2 separate regions of the Gossypium hirsutum genome follow, and region 1 is linked to region 2. Evidence: chromatin contacts called from public Hi-C data. All regions are on one chromosome and are shown on one strand. The core of a region is the stretch at or near the end of the contact, and the rest is flanking DNA. Distances in the headings are between cores, read along the strand shown. Region 1 holds the start of LOC107914481 (serine/threonine-protein kinase SRK2A). Region 2 holds the start of LOC107889823.

What was found. A called contact is a pair of places that touch in the nucleus more often than the background predicts.
Region 1: a contact with region 2 is called in a Hi-C map of leaf, with 2.3 times the contacts expected there. The contact joins the promoter of LOC107914481 here to the promoter of LOC107889823 in region 2. A contact is called at or near these places in 2 of 34 Hi-C or Micro-C datasets (both in leaf).

What each region holds. Positions count from the first base shown.
Region 1 is chrD10:17,824,519-17,828,230 of Gossypium_hirsutum_v2.1, forward strand. It overlaps LOC107914481 (serine/threonine-protein kinase SRK2A), which reads right to left and starts at 1,845. Exons shown (of 10, transcript XM_016843405.2): 1 at 1,685-1,845; 2 at 1,252-1,390; 3 at 1,009-1,083; 4 at 828-929; 5 at 677-730; 6 at 481-573; 7 at 297-389. The coding sequence starts at 1,371.
Region 2 is chrD10:17,655,832-17,659,833 of Gossypium_hirsutum_v2.1, forward strand. It overlaps LOC107889823, which reads left to right and starts at 1,357. Exons shown (of 4, transcript XM_041102140.1): 1 at 1,357-2,025; 2 at 2,566-2,613; 3 at 2,804-2,876. The coding sequence starts at 1,499.

The DNA.
Region 1 (3,712 bases), core at 595-3,094, 170 kb after region 2:
ATAAGATATTACAAACTTTCATAAACAAGGACAACTACAAAATGCATTTCATCACATCTCTTATATTTTTAAAGTAATAAATCGAATAAAAAATGAGAAAATCCAAGAAGTGGAAGAATAGATACTATCATGCATTTAAAAATCTTTGGATTAGATATTTGTGGTCACATGTTAGGCTTCAAAGGCAAAAATAGCACACCAGATCAATAGAATGCTCAGCTAGATATTTTTATTTCACACAGATATTTCTTCTTCTTCTTCTTCTTCTTTTATTTTTTATACAGTTGAAATAATACCTTTCCATCATACTCTCGCCGCGCCAGAACTTCCGGTGCTATATATGCTGGAGTTCCAACTGTTGATTTGGGTCTTGAATGCAACAGAGATGACTACACCAAGTGTTAAAAAAAACAACTTAATGATTGGAAAATCATAAAGCAACTGACATTTAAGATGGACTATATATAATTATTCCCAAACCTTAGAGTAACCGAAATCGCAGATTTTCAAACGAGGTGCAGGACTTCCATCTAAAAGGGTATTTTCTAATTTCAAATCTCTATGGCATATTTGCTGCGAACAAGAATAGGAACATGGAAACAATAAGTAGATTTAGTTATTGCATTTGGCATACACTAAGAAACATCAAGGTTTCATTTTTTTGAGTTTAAATTACCATGGAGTGACAGTAATTGACACCAGAGATCAACTGCTGAAAAAAATATCTAGCCTGAAGAAATACAACAAGTAAGCACTAAAATAAATTTTGTTTCCAAAAAAAAAAAAAGTGGGAATGAAAAGAATAAAAATAGAAACAGAAAAAGGACCTCATCTTCACTGAATCTACCAGCACTGCAAATCCGATCAAAGAGCTCACCACCAGCAGCATACTCCATCACAATTGCTAAATGGGTAGGCGTCAAAACCACCTACAGCATTCATATCCCATCAAAAATAGAAACATCCCAAATTTTTTAAAAGGGAAATGAAGCAAGAGACGATACTTGCCTCCTTGAACCGGATTATATTAGGGTGTCTAAGAGATCTGTGATTGATAATCTCTCTTGCCACATTCTCATCTATCTGCAAACAAACACAGCTAAGCTAAGCTTTCAATGAACTGGTTTGGCATTCAAAAGGAAGAGACAGAAAGAAGAACGTGATTTGAAGTGATGAAGTCAATTCAAGCTTAATAATACCCAAAAAATGCAAGAACAAGTGAGAGAGATAATAGACATTAAAGAACCAAACCTTGTGACCTCTCTCAATATATTTCATAGCAACAAGCTCCTTGGTATCCTTGTGTCTGAGAAGTCGAGCAACCCCAAAATTGCCGGCTCCCAAATCTTTGACCACCTCATATTTCTCCATTTTACCTCAATAACTACTACTACTAGTAGTAGAAGAATAACAAGTGCACAGAGAGAAAGTATGCGTTAGATTTGATTGGAAATATAAAAAAGCTACTCTTTCCTTTTGCTTGGGTTGTTTAAAAGTGGTAACAAGAAGTACATCTGATCGTTCTTTTAGTGGGAGAGAAGAGATTCATATATATGTGTATATATTGAGAGATGGAGAGTGAGAGAGCACGTGGATGAGAGAGGGAAAGATTTGGTAATATCAAAATTTGTAGTACAGATAAAAAATAACTTTAATAGGAAATGAATATAATAGGATGACATACGAGAAAGACAGAGTGTGATGGGCTGGAATACATGGGCAAAAGAGCTTGAATCCAATCACAGCTGCTTCAATCATAAGTGATATATGCTTTTTTTATTGTGAATGGGAATGGGAATGGAGTTGAGGATGAAGTGAGATCTTCCATAACGCCGAGATGTTAGGCGCCACACCTAGATCTACAAGTCGACCTTTACTGGACTGCATGTCGCTTTCTGAAGTTAAAGCAATTAATATTATATTAAATTATGGCTCTAAGATATAGCACTAATTCAAATACTATAATTAAGATGATAAATTATATTAACAATAGAAGGTTTGTCATTATTGTTAAAAAGGTAATTACGAATCCCAAACATAAACATAAATATGATGAAAATTAAAAAACTAGAAAAGGGTTTAGATGATAAATTTTAGATTAAATTTATTTTAAAGAATTTAGTCTCTCTAGTTTTTCGATTTTAAAATTCATTTTCAAATCCAATTTATCACACTATTAAATTATTGGTGTGACGTTTTAAAATAATAAAAAGATACTCACTTAACAACTATATAACTAAAAAAATGACGTTATAATGAATTTAAATTTAATAAAATAATTTTAGTAAGGTTAACAGTTTGACCTTAATTTTGAAATCTAAAAAGTGGAGAGACTAAAGGTGGATTTGGATGGGCGATTGGGTGCAGTGCGGTGCGTTTAGTTTACTTTTTGTCTCACGCTACAGTATCACTACAATATCTAATCTCACCGCCACCATTGTTTTTACACTAACTGCAGGGTGGGTTTGGATAGGCGGTGCGTTTACCTGCGGTTAGTGTAAAAACAGCGGTGGCAGTGAGATTAGATACTGTAGCAATATTGTAGCGTGAGATAAAAAGTAAGCTAAACGCACCGCACCGCACCCAATCTCTCATCCAAACCCACCCTAAATTCTAAATTTACAAAGAGTACAAGGAATTACAACATATTTTAACCTAAATTTTATGATACATTGAGTTCAAAACTCATTAATGCCCATGTATTTAACTAGATTATCAAAATATTAAAAAAACCATAAATCCTCTCAAAATAATATTTATTGCTCTAAAAATAATAAATTTTTAGTAATTTCATAATTAAGTTCAAATCTGATTGATGGGTGACACTAATTCAATCCAACACATTATAATAGTATTAGAAATTTTATCACACGCGTATACATGTGAAAACCACATATTTAGAACATAGATTTGTGTTTAAAAATAACATACAATAAATAATGAAATGTATGATTTGAAATTAATTAATAATAACATATAAAATATATACAATATTAAAATAAAAAATTAGATTAAATTGTAAGTAAAACAAATTTTAAACACATAAATACATCAAATTAATATTATTAAATGAATAAAATTATTTAGGGTTTTTTACCTATATATTATAAAATAAAAAAATTTACTAAAATGGCATGTTTAAAAAATTATGTATCAAAATGGTACATTCAAACAAGTGGAGGGTGATGCATAGGCGGCACCACCCTAGAATTCTGACAAATTTGATTGAAAATAATAATAAAAAACTGATGAATGTAACTTAATAGGCGGCACTTAAAGAAAATACGGGTCAAATACAACAAGTGTTGTCACCTATCAATTTAGCTGAACAAAATGATGTTGCCTATCACTTTGGTACCACTATTAAAATATTATTTTTTTAACTGAAATGTGTTAGAATTCTAGGGTGGTGCCGCCTATGCACGACCCTCCACTTCTTTAGATGTACCATTTTGGTACATAATCTTTTTAGCATACCATATAAATAATGAAATGTATGATTTGAAACTAATTAATAATAACATATAAAATATATACAATATTAAAATAAAAATTAGATTAAATTGTAAGTAAAACAAATTTTAAACACATAAATACATCAAATTAATATTATTAAATGAATACAATTATTTAGGGTTTTTTACCTATATATTATAAAATAAAAAATTTACAAAAATGGCATGTTTAAAAAATTATGTATCAAAATAGTACA
Region 2 (4,002 bases), core at 107-2,606:
GATTTTATAGGGAAGACAAAGTTGAGTAGGATCGGTTGTGGTATGGGTCGATGCAATGGCTACAATTCGTACTAAAGGCTAAAGCAAGAAGCAAAGCCACGCTTAGCCCAAAATCTTCTTCTTCACCTACACTAAACACACACTAGTAATTATTTTGTCTTGAGTTGCGTGCTGATACATGTAGAAACCAGAAACCAACAACAAAATCACAATCCTACCCATAGTTTCTTCTTTTATCTGTAGAGACATGAGAAAGATATGAAACCATGAGATGCATGGAGGGCTCACAAAAGAGCAATCTATTCGCCCTAAGAATAGGGTAACTTCCCCGTGTGGAGTTTTAAGACAACACATCAACAACAAGGGATCCAACTATATACTATATATCATCATGACCTCTTGACCGACGGCTACACTTTCTCTCTCTTTTAAGTCAATTTTAAATCTTGTAATTCTTTTTCAACATCTAATGTCATTTTACTTTAATATAGTTCCAACCCAATATAATCACCAAATCCTTCGCCAAAATATTTGTAATTACAAATATAAATTATTGATGCATGCACACCTCATTATTAAATGAAAGAATTATAAATAAATGCTAATATTTTTATTTAAATATAATAAATATTAATTAATTATAATTATTAAAAATATATATTAATAACTTTTGGATTTATAATTGAGATTTAGGGTTTTGAAGTTTAGTATTTATTTTTTATTAATTATTTTTATCCTATTAAAATAAGATTATTAGTATTTATTTATAAAATTTTCACTATTTTATATTTTATTTAATAATAATATATTATATTATTATTTATTGATAGTACATGAAATTGATGTATTAATATTCTCTTATTTATCATTATTCTTTTATTTTGAAATTAAATATTCTAATCCAAATGCAATTCTAATTGATTTTAAGAGCAAATATGGTTAAATAATATGTTAAATTTAACATATGGTTAAACATATTATTTAACTATGGTAAATTGATTTTATTATAATGCAATCCATAGTTAAATAATATGTTTAAAATTAATTTAATTAGATTTGAAAAAAATCAAAATAATATAAATTCTTTACAAACCGAACCAATAGGATTGGAAATAATTCGACTCACGTCCAATCTCACCGGCCATGACATGTCTACTTGAGTTTTTACTGTTAGTTTTGATTGATGTATACAATCTTAAATATAATATAAGAACTGTATTTGAAGTGTTGTTAGTTTATATTTTTATTATTGATCTCGGAACATATCATGTTAATAATAAAATAAATAATTTTTTTCTGAAATTATTAAATATAAATAAATGGAATGAATATATACGAGAAATGAGGGTTGATTTTGAGGGTGAATATTTGGGGGGTGAGTGTGGTTAGAACTTAGAACCTGCTGCAGGCAAAGTTTGCCGTTTTCTAAAAGGGTGAAACCAACACTACCTCATTTTTAACATTTGCCAAACACATCCTCAACAAGTGGGTGGTGGAAATGGCCTATCTTTCGCATTCTGAGAGAACCAGTAAGGATACTCACAACTGCCCATCTTCAGAAGAGAATGAATGGCTTGAGTTAGGGTTAGGGTTTAGCATTGCACCAAAGAAACAAGATGACGGGCAACATCAACCCAACCCTAACATTGCCGTTCCTTTTCCAGTTTCAGCCGCTGCTTCTTCACATCTCAAAGCTAAGCAGAAGCCACCTGGTTGTAGTAGTAGTAATAGTACTAAAGGGTTGGAGCTAGGTTTAAGTCTAGGAATAGATTCAGAGACTCATGAAGATGATGATGAAGGTGGCAATTATGGGCAGATGGCCGTGTGGCGAAATCAAGATGGAGGCGATGATTATGGTGATGATGATGATGATTACGATGACATGGCATGGTGGTGGCCGTGCCACATGAATTCAGGTTGCTTCAATGACTGGCAAGTGCCGGTTCCCAATAACTCCCATCATTACATACCAAGAACCAGACCCCACTCTGGCTTGTGGTTTACCCTTCACTCATATACCAACCGGTGAGCTCTATTCTTTTTTCAATCTGACCATCATTAATACACATCGCACGCTCTCTCTTTCACATGCTCCATCTTTTTTTTTTTGCTTATATTCCCTCATCAACGTTTCGTTTTCTTCATCTGAATTCATCATTAACCTCTTTTATCTATTTTCTCAGATTTTTCCGTTTCTTCCCTTTCTACACAGTACTATACTACCATTTTCCATTTCCTACATACATTAATTTTCTTCATTTAGCAAAACCTGAAAAAAGGATTTTTTTTTTTGGTTTTCTATTGTTTTAGGTAGTGGGTTAGTTTATAGATGTAAAGAACACATCATTTGAGTAATGGCATGAAAGGAAATAAAAGGAACAAAAATCCTTGCTCCATAATGATGATCCCATAGAAAGAAATTAATGCACGTATATTAATTTAAATCAGGGTTGATGTAATGGTTTTCGCATATTTGTTGTAAATAATACATGCGCAATTACCATTTAAATCTGCCTTTAATGTACTATTTAGTTGCTAATTGGTATTTACATTATGAAATGGCAGGAACGGGGAAGCACTGCCTCAAATACCAAAGGCATACATTAGAGTGAAGTAAGTGGGTGCACGTTAGCAGTGAATAGTTGATCGTATCACTGTCGTGTGTGTGTGTGTTTTTCTCTTTTTCCTATCTTTCAACTAGCTAATGATGGTGTTCAGCAAAATGAGTGAGAAAAAGCTGACGTTGCTTTTCTTTTTGGGTTTTGTTTTGTTGTTTTAAATAAAATGAAAACATCAAAAAAAGGGACGAGAACGTGACGATTTTCATGGTTAAAAAGTACCTGGTTAGAAAGCTTGGTCTCTCCAACGAAGCTGAGGTAATTAATACGCTCCTTGTTATTTTATTTTATTTCTATTATTATTATTATTCCGACAACAAAGGAAATAGGCATGCAAATGCAATGTAGTGCATGAAAGTTGATTGTTGTGTTGGTTGAAGTGACAAGGTGTTTCTAGCGTTACGTGGGTCATGTTTTTTAAGCAGATGATAATAATGTAAATATGGTAATAATAGCAAATCACATGGCAGCCGGCAGTGGCAGATTCACTCATTTTGCCCTTTGGGTTTGATTGAGTTAGGGTTTTTGGGGGATATAAATATAGACCATTCGATTGCCTCACTTCTCCATTTCTGACACCACCTCTTTTTATTGTGGCTGGGTGTTGGAGGATAGTAGCTACTCCTTTCTTAATTAAAACTCTAAAGGATTTGGATGGGTCTCTCCCCACTTTTTGAGGATTTTAATTTGACACAACACATCAAATAATCCAAACTTGATCTCATCACACAAGAAAATATTGAGATTTTTAGGGATTGTCCGAGGAGAGGGTTGAAATGATGATGAGATTTTAGGGATGAGAATTGACGGTTTCAAATCCATTGTTGCATGCGTGATAGAAGTATGCACACCTCCTTTACATTCATTACAAACATTTCCTATTTAGTTTTTATTTTTTAAAAGAATAATATTTGGTATAATGTTCTGATGAAATTTTTAGACTCTACCAGTAGTATTAAATTATTGAAAAATATTTTATAAAGATATAGTGAAATATTAAAAAAAATATGATAATTTTTTTAAGGTTGTTTATAGAAAAAAAAAAGTATGCACCCAATTTGCCTAATATTTTATTTTGATACACTATCAGTGGACTCCATAATTAAGGTTAAAGGTTGACAAGTGTCCCATAAAAATATAATAAAATATTTAAAATATAAATATTTAAAAAAAGAGATATACATAATAAATTTTTAAGATTTTTTATAGAATAAAGTACCAAATATTAACTCTTTTAAAATATCAATTAAGAGTAGTGGACGGTTTCTTAAATCTACTTGTGAAATTTTATCACTGTAAATATATCAAATAATAACCATCCATATTATAATTCTATTTACCAACATAATATTTTTGCATATAAATGTTTTATTATATATATACA